Linked DNA regions of Sus scrofa: region 2 is linked to region 1. Evidence: chromatin contacts called from public Hi-C data. All regions are on one chromosome and are shown on one strand. Each heading gives the region's core, a stretch centred on a gene start, on an enhancer-like site or on the middle of the called end of the contact. The rest is flanking DNA. Distances are from core to core; before and after follow the strand shown. Region 1 overlaps IGDCC4 (immunoglobulin superfamily DCC subclass member 4). Region 2 holds the start of HACD3 (very-long-chain (3R)-3-hydroxyacyl-CoA dehydratase 3).

Region 1 (5,574 bases), core at 1,765-4,264:
CAGCAGGACCCTTATACTATTACTGGGGTAAGCCTATGGAGTTGCCCAGAAGTTCTATTCTCAGAGTTTCTCAAATCCTGACCCGGCATCAGGATGATGCAGGGAGATTCTCACAATTGCCAACTCCCTCTGGAGTTCACACCCAGAGAGTAATGACCCAGGATTCTTTTTTGATTTTTCTTTTGTTTTTTCTTATTTGGGCCACACCTGCAGCACATGGAAGTTCCCAGGCTAGGGGTCAAATCGGAGCTACAGCAACTCGGGATCTGAGCCACATCTGTGACCTATGCCACAGCTTCCAGCAACCCGGGATCCTTAACCCACTGATCGAGGCCAGGAGATGAACCCACATTCTCATGGATACTAGTCAGATTCTTAACCTACCTGCTGAGCCACAAGGGGGAACTCCATGACCCAGGATTCTTCATGCTTAAACAAGTGCCTGAGGTCCTTCTACTTTCCTGACATAGTTAGAAATGCAGAATCTGGGGTGCCCCAGGCCTCTGCATCTTAACAAGGTCTCCTGCGATTCTGTGATTTGTGTGCACAGCAAATATGTGAGAATTGCTGTCCCAGAGGTCCTGACACCTATGGTTCTGGGATCTCAGTTGGAGAAACTCTGCTAATAGCACTCCTGGTCAGAGGCTGGGAAGAGAGGGGCTGTAAAGGGACTTCATTCCTGACCCTGGGTACTTTTCCAGGAACTTACGCCACTAAGTCAGGGGAAGGGTATAGTTTTTTTGTTGTTGTGTTTTCTCCTGATGGCAAAAGTTGTTATGTATTCATTGTGGAAAACTAGGGAAAAGCAAACATAGAAAAATCCCACCATTCAAGAGATAAAATTGTTAACATATTGAGTGTATTTTCTTCCAGATTTTTTTCTGTGCACATGTACATTTTCCCTTAAAATTAAAAGCATGCTGTATTTACAGTTCCAAGTCCTATTTTCATTCAACAGTATATCATAAGCTTCTCCTCATCTTTAAATCTTTTTCAAAAAAATAAAAATTTTTTTGGCCTTGCCTTTGGCATGTGGAAATTCCCAGGCCAGGGATCAAACCTGAGCCACAGCAGTGACCTGGGCCACTGTGGTGACAATGCTGGACCCTTACCCACTGTGCCACAAGGGAACTCCCCCAAAATAATTTTTTTTTTTTTGGTTGCAGAGGCTCGATGTGGGATCTCAGTTCCCAGACCAGGATTGAACCTGGGCCACAGCAGTGAAAGTGCCAAGTTCTAATCACTGGACCACCAGGGAACTCCCCAAAGCTGATTTTTAATAACTGATATTCCATCACTTGAATATAGTCATAATTTAATTTGCTAGTTGTTGCTAGTTGGTGCCAGTTGTCCACTATTACAGTTAACACTTCAGTGATCAGCCGGGTTCACAGCTCCTCACAGCTTCCCAGCACAGGTGCCCACAGGTGGAATCCCTGGTTTTAAGGTCAAGGTGGAACCCCTGTATCAGTTACCCTTTCTCTGGCATTGCAACATACTATTTGAAAGATTTACCAATTTGATAGGTAAACACGAACATCTGTGTTTTGATGTGCATTTCTTTGATTTGGTAAAATTGAGCACTTTTTTGTTTCTTGGCCATTTGAATTCCTTTTCTGGATTTTCTGTTCATGTCCGGAAGGCAAGGGCTTTTTAAACAGTTTTCAGTTCACGTCAAGATAAAAGTCTGCACCTATTCAAATCTTTGGTTCTGGTCCAGACCTTTCCAGACATATTTTCATCACAGCAGGGAGCTAAGACCATATGGGAGGAGTGTGTACTTCTTGAGGGAAATGAATTTAACGACAGCAGGTAATGACTAGTAATGGCAATGACCAGTGTACTGAGTGCATTTTATGTGCCTGCATTGTATAAGGCCGTTTCACAGAACTTATTCGTTCCACTCTCAGAGCAGCCCTTTCAGTGAGGGACTATCTCCCCATTTTACAGACACACTAGGGCTCAGAGGGGGTCCGGTCTAGCAAGTGGAGAAACTGAGCCTGCTGTGTTCTCTTAACTGGGGTGTGGAGGGCCCTCCAGGTCCAGAGAGTGGATGGAAGGGCAGCCCGCAGCTCCCCCGCTCCAGCGCTTCCCCTCCTCCTGCAGACGGGAAGCCTATTTCTACCGATGTCATCGTCCTGGGCCGCACCAACCTGCTAATCACCAGCGCGCAGCCCCGGCACTCTGGCGTCTACGTCTGCAGAGCCAACAAGCCCCGTACGCGCGACTTTGCCACCGCCGCCGCCGAGCTCCGCGTGCTGGGTGAGGAAGGCTGGAGAGTGAGACAGGGTGTAGGACACGGGAGTAGGCGTGAGGAAGACCAGATTGAGGCTGGTTAGCTGGGGCTGAGGAAAGGAGGGATGGGAGGGGGGAAATGGGCAAGTGGGTATGCTGGAGGATAAAAAAGGATGGGGCTAGAGAGGCCGGGGTTGGAGAAGGGTGATTAGGGCATGGCTTGGGTGGTTGGGGATGTGGAGGGGTGGTCTGGGTGGACGCAGGTAATGGGGGAGGGGTGCGACTGGGGTTACTGGAGGAGATGGAGTGGTTTGGGTGGAGAAAACTGGGGGACAGGGTTGGCAGAGGGGTAAATCTGATAGGTGTGGGATCTGGGAGGTAGGGGAGAAGAGAGGGCTAAGTGCGGACGCGGGGTTAGATCCACGAGGGGCCAGGGTATTTAGGAGAGGCTGAGAAGGCCTGGGGACAACTCAGGGAGAGGGAGAGAGTGGGGGTAGAGTAAAAGCGCGAAGAGGGCTGGCGCTGCGCTGCCGAGAGTATTTTGGGGGACGGGTGAATCAGGGAGAGAGTTAGAATAGGTAGAGCGGACGCCATAGTTCGTCGGGGATTTGGGGGCGGGGCCCGGAGCGGCCGGAGCTCGAAGTCAGCGTCCCCATCCCCTCCGACAGCGGCTCCTGCCATCTCGCAGGCGCCCGAGGCGCTATCTCGGACGAGGGCGAGCACCGCGCGCTTCGTGTGCCGCGCATCGGGTGAGCCGCGGCCCGCGTTGCGGTGGCTGCACAACGGGGCGCCGCTGCGGCCCAACGGGCGTGTCAAGGTGCAGGGCGGCGGCAGCAGCCTGGTCATCACGCAGATCGGCCTGCAGGATGCCGGCTACTACCAGTGCGTGGCCGAGAACAACGCGGGCACGGCGTGCGCCGCCGCGCCGCTGGCAGTAGTAGTGCGCGAGGGTCTGCCCAGCGCCCCCACGCGGGTCACCGCCACGCCCCTGAGCAGCTCCACTGTGCTGGTGGCCTGGGAGCGGCCCGAGCTGCACAGCGAGCAGATCATCGGTTTCTCCCTTCACTACCAGAAGGCACGGGGTACGTCTGGGGCTAAGAAGCTCCAGCAAAAGCCTACGCAGGGGCGCACTGGGAGGGGCATATATTGGTTGGCAGAAGGGTTGCCTGGTTGGTATCTTTGGGGATAGAGTGGGGTGGGGAGGGAGCCCACAGGAGAGACCTGTGTAGATATGGGTTAGCCATTTTCCCCATACCCACAATTTGTTATGAGAAGTGGGAGAGGATGCTTTTCCTCCCATGGAAAATTGCCTTGGCATTCCTGGAGTCAGCTTAACTGCAGCAGGAGTCACTTAAGTTAGACGCTAGAAAGAACTTCCTAACCAGTGGAGGAATTAATACAGTGGAAGTTGAAATCAGGAGAGTGTATTCTCTCCTCTTCAGATTATCTGGAATGATTTATAAAGAGGCTATTCCAGAGAGTGGGACAATATGTAGGATCCCCAGACAGCCTCCAGCTGGATCACTGGTGGTGGCCCTATGACAGACCCTTTGATCCTTTCTCCCCTGTGTCACCACTTAGGCATGGACAGTGTGGAATACCAGTTTGCCGTGAACAATGACACCACTGAGCTACAGGTTCGGGACCTGGAGCCCAACACAGACTATGAGTTCTATGTGGTGGCCTACTCACAGCTGGGGGCCAGCCGCACCTCCACCCCAGCGCTGGTCCACACATTGGATGATGGTAGGGCCTCTGTACCTGCAGTGGGCACCTTGGGGCCCGGAGAACTCCCTGGGGATGGTAGTTCAGCTTCTCTTTACTAGTGTACACCAAGATGCTTTTCCCTACCTTGTATCATCTTTTGTGCCCTGAAAGGGGGTTAGCAGGGTTCTTATCCCTAATTTACAGTTGGGGAAACTGAGGCCCAGAACATGAGTGACTTGCCCAAGGTCAGTAGTGTAGCTGGGACTGGAGCCCAGTTCTCATGATTGCCTGTATGATATAGCTCTTCTCCTCCTCGCCCACGTACCAGCCAGTCAGGCAAGAGCCAGTGACAACCCAGTGGATGTAGGAGATTGTGCCCCCAACCACCTTCTGGCTTCAGGGTGGGAAGGATATCCCCTCATCTGCAGCTTGGAGCTCCCCTGAGAGGCTCCCTTTCCTCCCTCAGATCCTGGTCCTGGGCCAACTTCTGACTTGCTGTGTGACCTGGGCAAGTCTCTGACCGCTCCTGAGCCTCACCTTTCACGTCGGTGGAACAGAGCTCATGCTGATGTTCTTCTGTCTCAGTCCCCAGTGCAGCACCCCAGCTCTCCCTGTCCAGCCCCAACCCCTCGGACATCAGGGTGGCGTGGCTGCCCCTGCCTCCCAGCCTGAGCAATGGGCAGGTGGTGAAGTACAAGATAGAATACGGTTTGGGAAAGGAAGGTGAGTGGGGGCGAGGTGCAGGGGCTCCACCTGGCTGGGAATCCTTGATGTGCAGGGTGGGTCAGAGCAGCTGGGGGCCTGAACAAAGCTGAACAGTGGGGAGTCTGAGGAAGGTAGGCAGAGCGGTGGAGTGGGGCAGGGTGAACCTGGAAAAGGGGAGTGTGGGCTGGCGGTAGGGAGGGCAGGAGTGAAAGGGGGCTAACTCAAGACAGGGGGAGACCTGGAGTCTAGCCCCACCTCCTCTACAGCTGCGGGGCTCATCCTGTTGTGTCCCTGCCTTAGTTTCATTATCTGTGAAATGTATCGGTGGAAGGTTATCCCCGGGGTCCCTTCCACTCACAAAGTGGATGAGGGATAGGGCGGTGGAGGGTATGTGTGGGACTGGGGGAACTGAGGCACTGGGGGAGGGATTGGGGCAGATGTCCGGAATCTAGAGGAGGGGGTACGAAAGGGATAAAGAGTTGGGACAAGGAAGGTGGTTGGGGGCCAGGGTGAGGATGAGGGGGAAGGGGAGGGTGAGGAAGAGGGCTTGGGGGCCCTGGAAGGCAGGCCTGATGGCCTTCACAGCCAACCCCTGGTGCCCTTGCCCCGGTGCGTGTGGGGCGGTCATTGACTGCTCCTGGGAAGGTGGGGAGCGCATGCCATCATTCGAGTCTGTCCAGGCACTGAGCCGTCAGTGCTGAGAGGCCTCAGGCTCCGATGGGCACCGAGGAACCAGGAGTCATGGTCCTTAGGTGGCCGCCCAGCAGTCAGTCTTTTCTGTCCCAGCAGATCAGATTTTCTCCACTGAGGTGCCAGGGAATGAGACGCAGTTTACACTGAATTCACTTCAGCCCAACAAGGTGTATCGAGTGCGGATTTCGGCTGGCACAGGGGCTGGATTTGGGGCCCCCTCCCAGTGGATGCAGC
Region 2 (5,574 bases), core at 1,781-4,280, 110 kb before region 1:
CCTGGCACTCACAGCTAGAACATTTTATTCTGCTATTGGACATAATCGATCTGACAGAATACCTTGATAAAATCAAAGTCCATTTCATAATTTTATGTAAGCACAAACAAAAACACGGCCACAATGCCACCTACAAAATACCAGACACCCTTCATCTCTTGGCCAAAACAAGTGACTGCAACTTCTCCACCAACTATAGTTTTATTCTTGTGCTAGTCTTCCTTCTCTATATATATGAGATTTATTCAGATACTCAACCACAGAATTGCCCTTATTTTTTAACAGCATCTAATCTAGAGCAACTCCTTGCCTCCTTAGTCTGTCCCCCAATCGTCAGAGTCTAAATCCTACAATCAGTTTCAACATTCCTAATGAGCAAACCCATGGGGTATACTTTCCCTTGCTTGTATGAGTAATAAACATAACTTGTTTAACTAGAGGTGTGTTCTTGACATGCTCTGGCTATAGGGCACCGACATGTGCAACAAGTCAGACAATGTGAAAGTCTATACCTTCTTTCTGGAAAGTTCTCCCAGTCTCCCAACTAGAATACTTCATCTTATTTCTGGAAGTCACCTCTTACTAATGAAAGACAGGTAACAAATCCCTTTAACATCAGGGACCTGGTTCAATATTCAACTTCAGTTCTACAAATAAACACACTCATGCACAAAACTTTTTGCTTGTATATGATAATACGCTTCCTCCTAGATAGAATGCCCTTGGAAAGCTGTCTGACATACTGGAAAATCTGTAGTATTCCACACATGGTAGAGAATTTCTTTTATGAATGGTATTAACATGTTGCTTTAAGCTGAAATAGATGCCTCATAATTAGAGATGGGAAATCTCAGAAAAACCAAAAACTCAATTGGTGGAAAAAGATTTAATTTTTCCCCCAAAAATAAAAGAATTTCTCTCTCCAAAAGAAAATTTCATTCTTTCCCTCCACCTTTACATTTCTTTACCTACAATAAATTCCAAACACATACCTTCATGACTTAAGATCTACCAAATATGATTAACACATGTGTTCATGTTTCTTAACTGAATGATTTATTTAGATCTTTCAGGAAAAATATAAGTATGATGCATTCTTTCATTTTTCCAATTTACATTTTTTTCCACCAACACCACCCAACTTCCCCTAAAAACAGCTTTTTTATTTGTAGCTTCAGAAGCATTCCAGAATATTACACCTGTATTACTAGAGAGGGCTTGCTTTTATTTAATTGGTAAATAGTGCTTAATATTTAATGCTTAACTGAATACTTAAAAGAGACTGCCATAACACATGTTCTGTACTTTTCTTATTGATTGAAGAATCCTCTCTAGAAGGAGACTCTGATCCCTGTCTACAAAGATTTTGTTTGTTTTTTCCTTTTTTATCAAAACTCCCTGGAGCAGAGTAGAGGGAGACAGCACAGAATGTTTATTCATCCTCTGATGCAAAAGTGTAATTCAGCCTGATTTAACACATTAAATGACACACTGGGCAATGCCACAGCCTATTTAAAGGCATTCTGGCCAGTATTTGTCTTTTATCTTTCTTTCTTTCTTTCTTTTTTCTTTTTTTTTTTTTTTTAGGGCTGCATGTTTGGGATTCAAGCCACATCTGCGACCTATACCACAGCTCATGGCAACGCCAGATCCTTAACCCACTGAGTGAGGCCAGGGATTGAACCTGCATCTTCATGGATCCTAGTCGGGTTCGTTAACCACCGAGCCTGGAGGGGAACTCCTGTCTTTATCTTTCAATGAGAAAACAGGTTTATAATCCAGAAGCAAAAATTTAAATTCAACATATTCAAGACCACAAAGAGCACCTACAGCTGGCAAGACAATACGCCACATGGGCTGACAGATCCAAACATAAACCTCTACCTCAGAGGCAGAGAGAGTTAAGTGAAGGAGGCTACAGAGTGCCATAGATGTCAAAGAGAGTAGGAAGTAAGGATGACTGCAGAAAGAACATTCCCGATGGAAAATTCCAGTTCCCCTAAGACGAGAATCCTGCATAGTGTGGACAGAGACATGGGGGTACTCAGGTCCTGAAATCTCCACCGTGTAGTAGGCCTCAGTCTGTTCATATGCGGGCCAATGAGATCAAACATAAATGCCCCAACAAGATAATTTTGAAGTTCTCTATGCAACTCAGCAAACCTGAGCTCACAGCCCTGAGAAGGGGGCGGTGGGCGTGAGGTATCTTCTCTGAAGTCTTCTGGACTTCAAAATTAACAAGAATGACACCCACCACTGAATGGCTGGGAGGTGGGTGTGGCCCCTCTGATGCAGCTGAGGGGACTTAACTGGACCTCTCAGGCCAGCAGAGACGTCCAGCCAAGGCCCAGGAAGCCAGTGTCACACGGCACCCCCAACCCGACGAGCTCTTCGCGAACCCCGACGGCCAGGCCTCCAAGGGCCATGCTCAGGTTCCATCAGGCCGCAGACTGCGAACAAGGAGGCGGCCCGGGGCAGCCTCCGCGGCCCACACGGGCCTCACGCATCACCCGAGGCACCCGCAGCCTTCAGGGAGTCGCACCCACAGTCTGCCTAGATGAGGGCCAGTCTTTGCTCGGGCCTGGACGCCAAGAGCGCATCGCGTCGTGGATCGCATAGGCGCACTGCTGGCTCTCTGGCACGCACCCGGACAATGGGGACCAGTATCCCAGCTGGTCCCGGGAGCTACGACCCCGCGAACGTCAAGCCGCCCGGCCTTTACCTGCACGTCACTCAGCTCCACGCGCAGATACAGCTCTCGGTGCCGCTGAGCCCAGTAGACGTGAGGCGTGAGCACCTGATTCTCCATGACCACACTGCCCAGGGTGCGGGGAGACTCAGCTTGCTGAGCCTATTTCCCTCAAGTAGTGCGCGGCTGGAGCCTGCCGAACGCAGGCCGCAAACCCCAGGGCTCCGGAGTGCCTGCTGCCTCCAGATGACCCACGCTCTCGGGCCGCGCCTGCGCAGTGGCGAGCGCGGGGCGGGGGGAGCGGGGGCAGCTGCGCGGGCTCCGGGCCTCGGCTCGAGTCTGGTGGGGGCGGGGCGGGAGGGGGCGGGCCCAAGAACCCGGGAAGCTCCAGTTTGCTGAGGCGGCCTCCGGAGTTGGAATTGGCTAGTGCGTCGCGGTTCCGTCTCTTCTGGAGGAGGCTTAAAAATAAGCATAAGAGGGGATTCCCACTGTGGCACAGCGAAGTGAATCCGACTAGTGTGCCTGAGAGTGGGGATTCGATCCCCGGCCTTGCTCCGTGGGTTGAGAGTCCAGAGTTTCCATGAATTGTGCTGTAGGTTGCAGGCATGACTCGGATCCCATGTTGCTGTGGCTGTGGTGTAGGCCGGCGGCTGTAGCTCGGAATGGACCCCTAGTCTGGGAACTTCCACATGCCGCAAGTGCGGCCCTAAAAAGCAAAAAAAAAAAAAAAAAAGCATAAAAAAATAAACTCTGGGAGTTCCCGTCATGGCGCAGCGGTTAACGAATCCAACTAAGAACCACGAAGTTGCGGGTTCAGTCCCTGTCCTTGCTCCGTGGGTTAACGATCCAGCATTGCCGTGAGCTGTGGTGTAGGTTGCAGACACGGCTCGGATCCCACGTTGCTGTGGCTCTGGCGTAGGTCGGTGGCTACAGCTCCGATTCAACCCCTAGCCTGGGAACCTCCATATGCCGCGGGAGCGGCCCAAGAAATAGCAACAACAACAACAACAAAAGACAAAAAATAAATAAATAAATAAACTCTGGTAACTCACTAATTCAGCATTTACCTACTCTGTGCCTGAAGCTAAAATCCCGAGCTTCAGGAGTAAGACACAGTACCTGAGGTCTCTTAAAAGATACTAGTAATTGCAGACATAATAAGGATGACGATGGTTATAGGGGAATTGGTGTGGGAGAGGGTGGACGAGTGTTCTCTGAGGGGAGAGTAAGCCTAAGGGCCAGAAATTTCCATAGGGCTTTTCCATAGAACTTTATGCAATGATGGAAATATCCTTTTCTGTGCTGTCCATTACAGTAGCCACTAGCCACATGAGGCTTTTGAGTGCTTGAAATGTGGCTACACAGGTTGAGAAACTGAATTTTTAATTTCATTTACATCTAATTAAATAGTCACAAATTAGTGGCTGTCCTATGGGACAGGAGACTTGTCTCTTAAAATAAGAAACACTAATTTTTGTCTAATTTAAACTATCTCATCCATATCCACATCCATGCCAAGTCTGCTGCAGTGAAGAATCTAAGAGGAAGCAACATTTCTTTGAAAATCAGAAATCTGGGACAAAAATTAAAGTTTCAGTTCTGTTAGCCCCTATTTATTTAGTGAAATGCTGAGCACAGGGAACCAGGGATGAAATGATGCCAGCTCTCAGAAAACATTTAGCTCAGAGGTCAGGTTGTATAAGATATAGAGTGGTTTTTTTTTTGTTTGTTTCTGCTTTTCTTTCTAGGACCGCATCTGCAGCCTATGGAAGTTCCCTGTCTAGCAATCTAATTGGAGTTGCAGCTGCTGGCCTACACCATAGCCACAGCCACAGCAACATGGGATCCCAGCCATGTCTGCAACCTACACCACAGCTCATGGCAATGCCGGATCCTTAACCCACTGAGCAAGGCCAGGGATCAAACCTACATTCTAATGGATATTAGTCAGGTTACCACTGAGCCACAACAGGAACTTCTCCTAGAGTGTTTTAACGTGGGGAATGTGCTGAGCTTACAAAGAGGTGGGAAGGTGGGAACTGAGAGTTGTAGAAAAAATGGGCAGACATTTGAAAGCAATCCTTGAGAGGCAGTGAAATGCAAGGAGGAATTTGATAGAGAAAGGAGCAGCATTAGGGCAGTGGAAGCACAAGGCAGGAGTCCAAAGATGAAGAGATATGGAAAGTTCTTTATCCCAGGCATTAATGGCATGGAGGAGAGAGGTTGCCCTGGGTCTGGAAAGACAGGGAGTGAATTAGGAGAGTCTTTGTTTGCGTCAATGAAGTGTTTGTACTATATCCCACAGACATGTGAGAGTCAAGGAAGTTTGTTACAAGAGGTTAGCAAAATCAAATATGTGCTGGGCAAAACAAACTGTCAGTGAGGAGAAATTGGTAGTTAGGCAGACTATTTGGAGATGATGCAATCTGCCTGGTATGAGAATGAAAACAATAACTTTGATAACCTTGAATTTTAAAAATAGAATTTTTTGGAAATGATAAAAGTGTTTTTATTACATTGCTTTTACTACAATCAAATGCAATAGGGGGCACTTGAAAAAAAAACTGAGGTATAATTTATGTATAGGAAACAGGCAAATTTTAAGTGTTCAACATAAGTTGAATCTTTGCATACATTTATACAGGTATAATTAATTATCCAAATCAAGGTTTGGAACATTTCTAGCATCCTACAGTTTGTCAATATGTTTTTACTGCCCATTCCCTACACCCTGATAATTATTATCCTGACTTCTATCACCACAGCGTAGTTTTTGTCTATTCCTTTTGTTTGTTTGTTTGTTTGTTTGTTTCACCTATAGCAGGTGGAATTTCCTGGGCCAGGGATCAAACCCACACCACAGTGTGACTCAAGCCTCTGCAGTG

What was found. Hi-C and Micro-C count contacts between places; a contact is called where the count stands out from the background.
Region 2: a Hi-C map of fetal liver shows a contact between it and region 1, with 2.0 times the contacts expected there. The contact joins the promoter of HACD3 here to the enhancer-like site in region 1. A contact is called at or near these places in 5 of 5 promoter capture datasets (fetal liver, fetal skeletal muscle, liver and 1 more), 20 of 47 Hi-C or Micro-C datasets (alveolar macrophages, blood, brain and 13 more) and 2 of 2 datasets of contacts at active chromatin or transcription factors (alveolar macrophages and skeletal muscle).

Annotation. Positions count from the first base shown.
Region 1 is chr1:163,408,456-163,414,029 of Sscrofa11.1, reverse strand. IGDCC4 (immunoglobulin superfamily DCC subclass member 4) reads left to right here. Exons shown (of 20, transcript XM_003121731.5): 6 at 2,107-2,262; 7 at 2,904-3,317; 8 at 3,817-3,981; 9 at 4,528-4,665; 10 at 5,437-5,574. Among named protein-coding and RNA genes, the nearest start is that of IGDCC3, 19 kb to the right of the region's middle. Within about 2 kb of position 3,014, at least 2 of the 83 cell types and tissues checked have an H3K27ac peak or open chromatin away from gene starts, as enhancers often do. A contact at or near this core is called in fetal liver, where this site is marked.
Region 2 is chr1:163,523,328-163,528,901 of Sscrofa11.1, reverse strand. HACD3 (very-long-chain (3R)-3-hydroxyacyl-CoA dehydratase 3) reads right to left here and starts at 3,030. Exons shown (of 11, transcript XM_003121729.4): 1 at 2,723-3,030. The coding sequence starts at 2,809.